2 separate regions of the Arachis hypogaea genome follow, and region 1 is linked to region 2. A link is a contact called in public Hi-C data. All regions are on one chromosome and are shown on one strand. The core of a region is the stretch at or near the end of the contact, and the rest is flanking DNA. Distances in the headings are between cores, read along the strand shown. Region 1 holds the start of LOC112702687 (CBL-interacting serine/threonine-protein kinase 11). Region 2 has its middle 18 kb from the start of LOC112704251.

The links. Hi-C and Micro-C count contacts between places; a contact is called where the count stands out from the background.
Region 1: a contact with region 2 is called in a Hi-C map of leaf, with 2.3 times the contacts expected there. The contact joins the promoter of LOC112702687 here to the enhancer-like site in region 2. A contact is called at or near these places in 2 of 8 Hi-C or Micro-C datasets (leaf and an unstated tissue).

Annotation. Positions count from the first base shown.
Region 1 is chr7:17,918,250-17,924,996 of arahy.Tifrunner.gnm2.J5K5, forward strand. It overlaps LOC112702687 (CBL-interacting serine/threonine-protein kinase 11), which reads left to right and starts at 4,606. Exons shown (of 3, transcript XM_025753824.3): 1 at 4,606-5,590; 2 at 5,706-6,065. The coding sequence starts at 5,408.
Region 2 is chr7:17,885,518-17,892,197 of arahy.Tifrunner.gnm2.J5K5, forward strand. No RefSeq gene overlaps it. Among protein-coding and RNA genes, the nearest start is that of LOC112704251, 18 kb to the right of the region's middle. Within about 2 kb of position 3,379, at least 3 of the 3 cell types and tissues checked have open chromatin away from gene starts, as enhancers often do.

The DNA.
Region 1 (6,747 bases), core at 3,356-5,855, 34 kb after region 2:
GCATCAAAATGAGCAAAAACACTGAATCGAACACCATTCATGTGCTGGATAATACGTGATAAATATTCAATCATCAAGAAAAATATTTCTACATGCACAATGACTCAACTGAACACACTAACAATTAGGTAAATCAAAATTACAAACTCCACTGAAGCGAACAACATTCATATGCTGAATAAAACGTGATAAATATTTAATCATCAAGAAAAATATTTTTGCATGCACAAGAATTCAAATGAACACACTAACAATCAAGTGAATCAAAATTAGAAACTCCATTGAACAGAAAAAAATAAGAACACATTTCATTCCAAGCCCTAGTTACGCGAAAAAATTAGAATCAGAATAAGTCGATCTACTAAATGAAGCAACTCAATCCAATAAACCTAAAATGTAACTAGGAAAAATAAATTAATTATAACCTAAAACACAAGATTATTTAGTTAGCAGAGTATTTTAGAAGCATCTGAAACAAAATTTCAGGGGGGAATTTTTGTTTAATTTACTAATGTGTCGGTTGCTTCCTGAGAAATCCGGTCAAGTATCATCTTCTTTGTCCAGTGGGCCACCCACAGTGGCGGGGGAGCATCAGGTCCATCCAAGCGAGGGATCTTGGTTTCATGGAAATAAATCAGCATCAGAACAAAAACATAGCCATCAACAGATTATTTTTTTCCCTCTCTCTTGTTTTCGATTCCCTTCCTCAAGAAGTTGAGCACATGATTTGCCCAATCCCACTATCGGATGTTGTCCACACAAAGGGTAGGCAGCTTATGGATTGGGGAGGCCATACTTACTGTCTTCGGCAACAAGAAACACTTCTATATGAAGATGACAAAAATCCTCCAGAATTTCTGTCGGTTCTCCTCCTCTTCAACACTCAGATCGAGGATAGACTTTGTCAAAGATGCCAACGTAACACATTTGGTAGCGTTTGTTTTTGGGGGCAGGATACGGAGACATGGACAATACTTGTTTAAAAAGTGTTTGGAAGCAGAGACATGGACAATGGACATATTGTCTCCGAGACAATTTTTTATACTTTTGTGTCCACTCTTTCACGAAGGACAATGATGAACACGGAATTTGGAAGAGTGGACACGGACAATTTTATAAATTTTGTTTTCCTTTTTTTTCACTATTACCCCTTCTTATTTTTCCTATTGCGTTGTTCAGAGATACTTTTTTCTTCCTGTTCTTTCTCTATCTCTTTCTTTTCCAGGTACTCTCTCCTTTCTGTAGAATTTTTTATTGGGGGTAGATAATTCTTTTCTTTTTATCGTTTTACTTCAATATCATTTTAACCTTATATTATATTATTTGATTTGTAATAAAAATAATAACAAAAATAATTAATCTTGAAACTTTTGAAAGATAAATATGATCAAAAGTAAAATTGATCTTTTAAAATGCTAAAAAAGTAATTTATAAATTGTAATTGATTTTATATAGTTTAAAGAAAAAATTAGTTTTTTATAAAGAAAAATAAGTTTTTAGATAAAAAAATTAGTTTTTTTAAAATAAAAATAGATTTTTATATGCAAAACTAATTGTTTTTTCATGTAAAAATGGATTTTTTAAAATTGATTTTTTATTTAAAATTAATTTGGCTTATTAACTTAAACAAAATTTTTTATTAATCAAACTCAAATTTATTTTTTTTGTTAATCTTAACCATATATGTATTCCTATATATTAATAATAAATTTTAAAATAAAATAATTATATTTATAAATTTTATTTTAATATAAATACTAATATATTTTTTTATTAAAATTTTTTGCCTCTTCAAATATTTTTTTCAAGTTCCGTCTGTACTCCTACGTACTCTCATTTTTTATTAAATTAATTTGTATTGATGTAGAAAATTTGGAATCACAGGGCTATTTTAGTCATTTTATATAATATTTTAGTTTTGTCCATGTGTATCCAAATATAATACTAGACATTACATTAGTGTCTTGTCCATCGTATCCAAACACAATACACAAAAGATAATTTTTAGTGTCTCCGTCCTATTGTCTCCGTTTCAGTGTCATGTTCTGTCCTGTCTCTAAAAACAAACGCAGCCTTTGAGGCTGTCAATTATTGCCTTGTCTGCCTCATTCAGGGTATCATACTCAACCTTTTTATGAAAACGATTCCCTACAATATTTGAATAGCAATAAATGAGCCAAAAAGGTTCAGTTTAATTTTCTGTACCCAAATGAACTGAAATTAAAGAAAGTAATGAAGCAAAAATAAGCAGAAAGTGGAAAGTATATTACCGCCATGGTTTATGCTCAGCGCAGGTGCTATCTTGCCAGGTGTTATGTATATTTTTTCATGGAGAGTTTCCAGACATCCATAATAGTCATCATAACAATTAATCAATTCTCTCAAGAGGCTGTGAGAGACGTTCATTTCCAGGACATGTGCTAGCGCACTGAATCCCATTTCTTCAACAATATCTTTCTTTTCCTAACTCATATCCTTGAACACCTTTGCTATTGCCTTTGTTTGGCATCTGCAATTTTGAATTTTCTGTAAGGTTTAGAAACAAAATATCACGATATATTTATAATACAAAATAGATTTTATTCGAATGAAAGTGGATAAATATATTTAATGTGCTTACGTTATAGCGCGGCTTTTCCTTCTTTGTCATCATTGTCTTCTTTATTTTTGCTGTAAGGACAAAAAAATTTGGCCAATACTTCACTCAATACATCGACAAGCACAAGCATGCATATTTTAATCAAGTGAATGAAAATATCCCAGCCCACTGAACCGAACTCCATTGATGTATTGAATAAAACATGATAAATAATGAAACAGCTAGAAAAGCATTTTTGCATGCAAAAGAGCCTAGGTGAACACTCTAACAATCAAGTGAATCAAAATTAGCAACTCCACTGAACTGAACACAATTCATGTTTTGAATAAAATGTGATAAACATTCAATTAGCAAGAAAATTATTTTTGCATGCAAAAGGATCCAGCATAACACACTAACAATCAAGTGAATGAAAATGGCTAACTCACTAAACTGAACACCATTCATGTGCTGAATAAAACATAATAGACATTCAATCATCAAGAAAAATATTTATGCATACAAATGGACTCAATTGAACTCACTAACAATCAAGTGAATGAAAATTACCAAGCTCACTGAAATGAACACCATTCATGTTATGAATAAAACGTGATAAAACATTCAATCAGCAACAAAAGCATTTCTGAATGCAAAAGGACTCAACTGAACACACTAACAATCAAGTGAATGAAAATAACCAACTCTACTGAACCGAACGCCATTCATGTGCTGAATAAAACGTAATAGACATTCAATTATCAAGAAAAATATTTCTGCATGCAAAAGGACTCAACTGAACACACTAACAATCAAGTGAATGAAAATGAGTAACTCTACTGAACCGAGCAATATTCATGTGCTGAATAAAACGTTATAAACATTCAATCATCAAGAATAGTATTTCTCTATGTAAAAGAAGTCAACTGAACACGCTAACAATCAATTGAATCGAAATTAGCAACTCCACTGAACTGAATGAAAATAAGAACACATTTCATTTCAAACCCTAGTTACACTATAAAAATGGAATCAGAATATGTCGATCTACTAAACGAAGCAACTCAATCCATTAAACCTAAAATACAACTAGAAGAAACGCGAGATTGCAAGATTTTAAAGGAACAGTAATTTTTCTTATACTTTTCGTAGTCTCTGTTGCTATTTTCGTTCATTTTTGCTTCTTTCTTCCGAAATCTTCTCGTGATTCTTCTCCAGTAGCGGTTTCAATGTTGAAGAAGGAACGTTTTTTCTTAATGAAGCGCAAATGAATATTTAACGTTTCATGTGTTTGGGTGCGTGAAAGTCACGTTTTATTTAATGAGATTGAGTTTTTTTAGTATTGGACTAGCTTGGATGAAAAATTATACCAATGTGTAACATAACTGTAAATATATATTCTAAAGTAATATTTTAAAAATCATATTTTGATGCTTTTTTGCAAACATCATTACAAAAATAAAATCTTTTCATCCTCAAAATTTTGTAACTTTTATGTCAAGTGATTTTTTTTAAAAAAATATTATTGTGAATTACTAATTTTTAAAAAAATAAAAAATTTTAAAAATCAAATTTTACTTTGATTTTTTAATATATCTACTAAATATTTATTTAAATATTGATACAAAAATTTAAATTAAATGAATAACTTATTTACTAAATACGAAAATTTAACATTTATAAAAAATATCATATTTATTGATTATCTTTGTTATATTTTTAAATAATTTAAAAATTATTTTATTAATAATATTTTTTAAAAAATTTTTTGTTATATCAAATATTTTAAATACTAAATTAATAGTTAATTCTAAAAAAAAAAGACAAAATGATGAATGTAAATTGAAAAAATTAAGTCTATTTTTATTTCATAAAAGAGACGGCTCAAGTCGGCACCGACGTGTCATTTTTAATTACTAAATTATATTCAACTTATCAACTATATCTTCTAATCACAATGCAACATGTGTATGGCCAATTATAATTACCTCTCAATATACCTAAAAAAAGAAAAAGTAATAAAAAACAGCGTGACTACTCTTTCCGCTTTCAAAACAAAGCTGCAAGTTACTTAGCTTTCTTCAATTCAACTCCCAAGTCCCAACTATATACCCGCGTAGCCCAAAAACACGGAAACGAACCCTTTTTTTTTTCTTCAATAAACTAAATCTTTTTTATATTTAAAAGTGAGAATTTTCTGTTATATACTAAATAATCTTTTCGAAAACAACATTAATTTTCTCATCAGTTTTTTAAAGAACTAATCTTATTTAATACAAATAAATATCCAACAAAATAATGATAAATACAAATAATAAAAGATAAATTTAAAATTTAAAATATTAATTAATTGCTGACAAATTTAATTTTAAATATTTTCCTTTTCGGGATCCAGATACAGGTTGAGAATTTGAGAATTGAGATACAAATAACTACTCGTCTCTGTCTTTTATTAGGGAGGAGAGATGTAATTTTAATTTTTTGGGGAAAAAAAACGCAAAAGCATAGGAAACCTTTGTCCTGAAAGCAAATTTTAGAAAAATATAAATACGGAAACAACCATAAAATAATAAAGAAAACAAGCGCCGTGCAATTCCGAACATCCTGTGTTTCCGCACAAAATAACGGAATGAGAACCCACAAAACAAGAAAAATAAACGAAAACACCATATTCCGCAATAAATCAAAAACTTTTTTACGAGCGAATTCAAAAACACCAATCACCACATCAAATTCTCTCCTTCTCAACTATTTATTCTTTCATAGCTTTTAGATCGAAAAAAAGAAAAAAAAAAATAAGAAGTTCGGTCTCTGGTGTCAAAAATCACGATGCCAGAGATCGAACAGGCGCCGCCGCATGCGGCGTCGGCAACTACTAACACCTCCACATCCACGGTCACCACCTCCGCCTTATTTGGAAAATACGAGCTAGGAAGACTCCTAGGATGCGGCGCGTTCGCGAAGGTTTACTACGCGCGGAACGTGAAAACGATGCAGAGCGTGGCGATAAAGGTAAATAACTAATAATAATTAAGGAATGATTTGCTGAAACTTCTGAATTTTGAATCGAATTCTTCAATGTGATCGAATTCGTTAAAATACGTATTTGAATTTGTGGAATGCGTAGGTGATAAGCAAGAAGAAGATAATGGGAACGTCACTGGTTTCGAACGTGAAGCGCGAGGTTTCGATCATGAGCAAGCTCAACCACCCGAACATCGTGAAGCTGCACGAGGTGCTGGCGACGAAGACCAAGATCTATTTCGTGTTGGAGTTCGTTAAAGGCGGTGAGTTATTTGCTAAGGTTTCGAAAGGGAGGTTCAGCGAGGATCTCGCCCGCAAGTATTTCCAGCAGCTTATCTCCGCCGTAGGGTACTGCCACTCGCGCGGCGTTTTCCACCGTGATTTGAAGCCGGAGAATCTCTTGCTTGATGAAAATGGGAATCTCAAGGTCTCCGATTTTGGACTCAGTGCCGTCAAAGACCAGGTCAGCCCCAAAATACTGTAATTTGCATTTACAGCATCATTTTGTTATTTTGTTCAGTTAATTTGTTGGGGAATTTGATTTTTCATCAGGAATTTGAACAAAAAAATTTCTGTCAAAATTCTTACCGTAATGAAATGAAATGCTAGAGCTCAAATTAGAGTTCAGAGTAATTAATGTGATAGATGGTGGATTTTACAGTCCTGTGTTTAGGGTAATCAATGGTGCTGGAGAATTGCTTCTAAATTTATGAATTTAATTAATTTGTTACAAAATTAAATGGTTTGTTGAAGAAAAAGTTTATTTGTCCCATCATGGTTTGGATTTGTGGTTGCAATTCTAGCTGCAGTAAAATTTGCAGTTGATGCTGCTGTAATTGTTGTAAAGGGCTAGAAAATTGTAACATCAATGCCGTAATCTTGGTTGCAGAGTTTAAAATCATGGCTTGCACATTAATTTAGTAATTTATATTGAGGATAATGTACGGAAACAATAATAATATTAATTTAGTTGAATTAATATTTTCTGGAACACCAATCTTTCTTGCTCTAAAACAATTAATGATCTCTCTCCTATAATGACAGGTACACCTTTATTATGAGTAGGTCCAATTTTCTATTATGATTTCTAGGAATTTTGAATGATACACGTCAAATAATGGTGGTTTACATGTGAATGATCGAAC
Region 2 (6,680 bases), core at 2,129-4,628:
CTCACTGTTTCAACTGTAATAACTAAGAGATCTTTTTCAATTATAAATATTGCAAAAAATAACTCAGAAATAAAATGAAAAATAAATTTCTTACTAATTGTCTTTTAATTATATTAAAAAGAAAATTGCTGAAAAATTTGACACAAATTCTATTATTAATGAATTTTTCCCAGCCCAGCTCCGAACACTTTAGGGGCTAATTTGGTGTGATTTCATCGGATTTAGGGTCGGGTAAGCGTCTCAAAAATAGACACGATCATTGTTTCGGGTCGGGTCCGGTCCATGGCTCGGGTCACCTGAAATCGGCCCAGTGGCCCGGTCATCATACACAATTAATATTTTGTGTATTAGTGATGGATGATGGCTATTCTTATATGAAATTAAGTATTATAAACCTTAATATTTTGTGTTATTAGTTATTATAAGACTATAAGTTAATGTTTTATATTTAAAATGCATAAGATTTTAAACTAATTAATGCATAATATTGTGTTATTTATATTGATTTAAATATTTACTGTTATTAGACAATATTAGTATTGATTATGGTTATGCTTTAATTTTAGAGAAAAGTTAGTTCTTGTTATATTTTTTTAAGTGAATTTTACCATGTCAAATAATGATTGGAATCTTGGAAATTTGAATATTTTCACAGGCTAGCTTATAAAAATGTATCAAGGTAATGTATGTTAACAACCCGATTTTCACCCGATTTTTACTCGGTATAATTGTGGCTCGAAAGTGTATAGGTTTCATCAGATTTAGAGTCGAATTCGAGTCTAATAAATAGACCCAATATATATTTCAGCGAACTTAGATCACATCAAATCGAATTTCACCCGATCCATACACACCCAATTTCAATATATGAATGTAAGGCATACTGAGGCGGAAAGGCATGAAAGAAGTATGGATGATTTTTTATTTTTTATTTTTTTATTATTATTTAATGTATATGAAAAATTAAGAATAATAAAATATTCAATTAAAAGGAGATGAACTTTGAGAGAATGAAGCAAGAAGTGATGTACTATGGAAAAGGAATCAAAATAGAATAGTTCAACAGCATTGAATAAATTGGATTGGGGTCGAGAATTCCCTTGAATAAAGTAAGTGTGTATGTTTATATTGAATGATTGTAAATCTGATATAATTTTTTGTTGTTGGTTTTATTTTTTGTGTTTTGATTCGTTGGTAACTCCTTTCATGTATTGGACAGGAGTTTTTGCTTAGTTTTGTAACCAAGCCACCCACCACTTGCGTGGGGTGACACAGGACTAAAAGAAAATTAGTAGTATGAATAAAAATATATACTAAAATAAATTTAGTAATATAATTTACAATTAGGATTATGTATAAGTATAAAAAATAATAATTTTATTTATATTTAGAATAATTATGTATAAGTGTTAAAATAAAAAATATTAATTAAAATTCAATTAGGGAGTCAACTCTAAATTATAAACTTTTAATTCAAAATTATAATTTTTTAAAAAATAACAATTTTTTAGAATAAAAAAAGAAAAATTAGTTAATGTTAGACAACTAAAAATTAATTTTTTATATTTTTTATTATTTAACAGATAGATAATATTTTTTCTTATCTCAATCAATTTTTGAAAAAATATATTGATAATTTTATTTATGTTTAAAAAACTAAGCTTTAATTTGGTAATTAATTAATTGGTTAGTTTTAGAAATAACATTATTACTACTTTTTTTAAATTTTGATACTAAGTCAAATTTAATAAAATATATAGTTTTGCATATTGAACTTAATAAATTTTTTTTATATAATTCTCAAAAAAATTATTTATAATTTATTGTTGGGACAAAAATAATATAACAATAGAGACAAATATATTCAATTATTATATATAATTACTAATAGTTTTTAAAATTCTAGCGGGAATAAGTGTCTCTTCTTTTCTTAATCAGGGTCCATCCCTGCTCACGTCCTTATTTTAGGAAGATGTTAATATTTGAATTTTATATATATATCAAGAATACTTTCTAATTATTCTATTAATTTTTATATTTTTGCGTCCTAATTATTTTTTAAAATAAAAGTTTTGTAATTATTGATGTTATTTACTTGGATTTAATTTTTATATACCGTTAATATTAAAAAAAGACATATATTTTTATTTATGTATTATAATATCAATTAAAATAATTACTTTTCACACTTATCACATATGTAATAGTTTAAGAAAAAGAATATAATTGTGTAAAGAACTTTTTAATATTAATGTATTAAAATTAAATTATTTTTAATTTGTATAATAAATTTTAATTAACTAGGTGATAATTAGTAGGTATGCCAATTATAATAAATTCTTTCATTAAATTGTAAGGTATGCCAATTATAATGATTATCCTTTAGTCATAATTTTATTGTGGTTGACAATGACATGCACTTCAATCATGCTTCTATAGGTTTTAAGATTGGAGATTAGAAGTTTTAGATGTTATGGATGAAAAAAGGTCTTTTTCTGGTAATAATGGATAATGAATTTTATGTAGTATCAAATTTTTGTGATGTCAATAGGTCCCATTGTTTTTGACCCCCCAAAAAAAAGGCTTTTTGTTGGCCAGAGAAAAACAAAAGATTCACACGCCTTTTTTCTTCTATCTTGAAAAAGAAATTTAATGCAAGTCCAAAACAAAAAAAAGAAAAGAAAAAGAAATTTAATGCTATATTTTTTGTAGGGAATTAATTTAGATGCAGTCCTACCATTTATTTTAAATATCATTCTAGTATACTTATACTATTGTCTACAGTGATTATAGTATTTTAAAAAATATTGTTAAAATTAAAATAATATTTTTTATTATTTAACAATGTTTTTAAAAAATATTACTAAAAGAAATATTACCAAAATATTAAAAAATATATAATTTTAATTTTAACAATATTTACATAATTACTGTAATTATCATAAATATAAAAATACTAGAATCCACCTTATTTTAAACAACATTCATGATGTTATTATTTATAAAATTAAATGGTTTGTACTTTGGAGCCATTTTCTTTTCTTAATAGTCCCTCCTCCTCAAATTAATCGTCTTTTTTAACATTTTGAGATTAATTTAAAATGGAATTATTAATTTTGAAAAACATTTTATAAATCTCTGAAACCAAATGTTTTGAGATTAAGCTACACGGTAGCTTTAACCATAAGTCATAAGTCATAAGTCATAAGTCATAAAGCATATGCTAAATAGCTATAGTTTCCCAAAGACTATTAGCTAGGCATCACAATCAGATTAGATAATAACTAAGTAAGATAGACCCCACATAATGTTACCAATGGCTCCATCCACCATAACCTAATTAATTAATTGACATGCATGAAACTCGTGTTAAAACTTAAATCGTACCCTACATGGCTAACTTATTCAATGGAACGCTGATTTGAATTTCCACTGTGTTCTGTACACTCTTCAAACTCGTCACATAACGCATGGAGTTTGGAAACATGGCCTTTTCATCACTTTTTAGTTTTTACACGCTTTCTTCTGGGTTACGTTGCTCCAACTTTTTTGGAGTTATTTACTTTAGTTTTGATAAAATGTTGGAATAAAATAGGTTTTTTTTTTATTTTGATTACATGAATAATTATTTAAAAGAACGGATTTTATGCTATTAGTATAATAAAATTTTATTTTATATAAAATTTTACATAATTATTTAATTATATTTGTTGTTTTATATGATTATTCATATGATTAATATAAAAAATAATTATTAAATATTATTTTATACTAATAATATATTAAAATTAAATTTATTTATATATTGTCTTACTTTTTTTTGTCTCTACTGCCTTATTACTTTAATGATACGTGGCCTATGAATTTTTTTTAATGTACCAAAAAATTAAAATAAAAGTGGCAATTAATATAAAATTCAAAGAATATATAGTGAAAAAAGTATTAGATAATTTGAGAACAATTTAATATTATAAAGGTTACTTTCTATTCCTCTTTCTCTTCAATAGTGTAATCAAACTCAAAGTTTAGGACGGCGGAAGCAGGTTGTGCGGCGATGGAAGTAGGTTGTGGCGTCGTCTGAGACGTGTTGCGGCGACGAGGATTGGCGAACGAGAGATACAGCAGAAGAAGAGGACGAGAGAATGGTGGTGATTGAAATTGAATGAAAAACCTTAGCAGACATGCTTCTTTTCTCTGAATCTGAAATTAAAAGGAAAAGAAAAAAATGTGTAAAAACAAAAAATTTGAGGGATCAAAATCTAATTAGTAATTTTTTAAAAAAAAGGGTATATTTTATAATTATTTTGATGATGGTTAATCATACGCCGTACGCCGTTACTCCTATGCTTGTTCATAGGATTTGCTTCCATGGCCTTCCATGGCCTTCGCTTTTAGCTCTGGGTTTTCGTATCCGTGAATTTAGTTATATTTGAATATACTGTCATCTAGACCAGATTGTTGTATGGATTCTGGATATCAATCAATCATTTGGCTAATCCAAGTTGGATCTTGTTGATTTTAAGGTAAAAAATATGTGGAATTGGATTTTTGACTTTTAGGTTCTATTATATGTTTAAACCATTTCAGATATACAAAGGTTTGTTTGTGAAAAGGTGTGGAAATGTCATTCACTTGTTCAATACTAAAGAGAAGTGATATATATCTTGTATGGCAAATTGTGATTGAAACAATATAATGTCTATTAGGTGAATTAGGTTTGAAATCATATTGCATTTTAGCTATCGCATAAAAAATATGGCCTTTGTTCTCTTCGTTATGTCATTAATTTACATAACTGCTGCTGTTTTGTTGTTTTAATATGGACTTATCTGATGCTGATCTCAAATCACTAGATTTTCTTTCTCTGTGCTTATGCAGCGGACACTGTGATAAAATAAAACCAAACTTTTGAATATCAGTGTGGTTGGTTTACATCTTCATCTTATCTTTGTTAGCTTTGTTAGAAATTAGAATTGGTTTTGATTTAGTATTTTCTTCTGATTTAATATCCATATAGCATTATGGTAATGAGATTTCTTGATCCAACCCTTTTTCTGCGTAACATGAGGTGAGTTAAAGATGGCAGATTTACCAGGATATTTGGGTTCTTGCTTGAGCACGGAAAAACTTGCCTTTTTGGCAATCTTAGTCTCTCAGAATATTGTCTTGTAAATTTTAGTCTGTGTTCTTCTCATTGTTAATAAATGCATCACATCTTATTGGTAACGAAGTAATTGTTGCTTACCTAGTTGCATCTGTGTTATGTGACAAGCATGTGCTTTGTATAATAATTGGTAGCCGATGCTAAGTGGTGAGATAAAACATCTCTATATTTATTTCTTGAAGATTTAAGGGAATGAAATGTTAATGTGACCGAACATTCCTCGTTTGTTATTACATTTAGTGTTTTGTTTTCTTGCAGCTATAACATATGTGCTACTCCCAATATCTCTGCTATTCTTTACGGGGTCTAATGGTTCTTCTGTATTTTCTGAATCAGATAGCAGGTAAACTGTTATTATTCAAGCATTAATTGAAAAACAATTTAAAAAGAAAAAAAAAAAAGATAAGATTGTATATCGAGGCAAGATTATTAATCATTCAACTTTCTATTTTGTGGTCTAATGAATGATGGAGCAACTAGGTGAATTTAGCCAAGTTCATGACTGGATTCTCAACTATTGGAAGTATTGCTATTCTAAGCATTCTAAATCATTATGTTGTTATTGGTTGGGAAGCCTTTACAATGGAGCTTTCATCTTTCTTCGTGTTTGTATTAGTCATATTGTGTTTCATGGGGATGAGTGATAAAGGTGACTATTACAGTATGATATGAGATAGAAATCTATTAGACATAATTTCATGTGTAAAAATAGATTTATTCTTTGTACGTGCTATTGGTTCTCTTGCTTTTATAAGCTTTCACTTAGATATTTTCCCCGTTTCAAATCATTGAAATTGAATGCCATTACCATGTTGCTGAAAACGATTTTCAAACCTCAGCAACTGTAAGGGAGCTTTTGGCCAAAACATACGGGAACTTGACGTACTTTGCATATGTATGTATGATTTACCGTCAGTTGGGGAATGAGACAATAGTGTTATTATCATAATTGAGTTACACTTGTTTAGATAGTGGATTGCCACTTTAATACAATCGTGAATTAAACTCTTAGAAAAGGAATTTAATCAATTTATCATAATTACGGTGTCCTGAGTTTTTTCTTATAGAATTATTAAGGCTAATGATATTTTTGTTGAATTTGATTGAGAAATTGGATTGATATTCTAATAATTGTTTATGAAGGAACTTGTTAATGCGGGATGAAGTAAGGATAAAGATTTTTTTTTTGGATGTAAGTAAGGATAAAGATTAAGAATGTGTTTAGAAAGCATAAAATTAGAATTTTCTTGAGAATTAAATTCTTTTTCTTTCTTTTAAAACATAAAAATTACATGAATTTAAACTCTTTTAAAAATTTTAATTCTCATCTTCAAGCCCAAAATAAATCACAAATCCAACCTAATGAAATTTGAATTTAAAGTTAAAATATCTAAACTAACCCTAACATAATTTAATTTTTTAAATATTCCCATTTCTCTTTTCTTTTCTCCCTTCCCTCAATATGAGGGTAACATAATAATATTACATATATTTTAACCATTCTTTTTTCATTTAA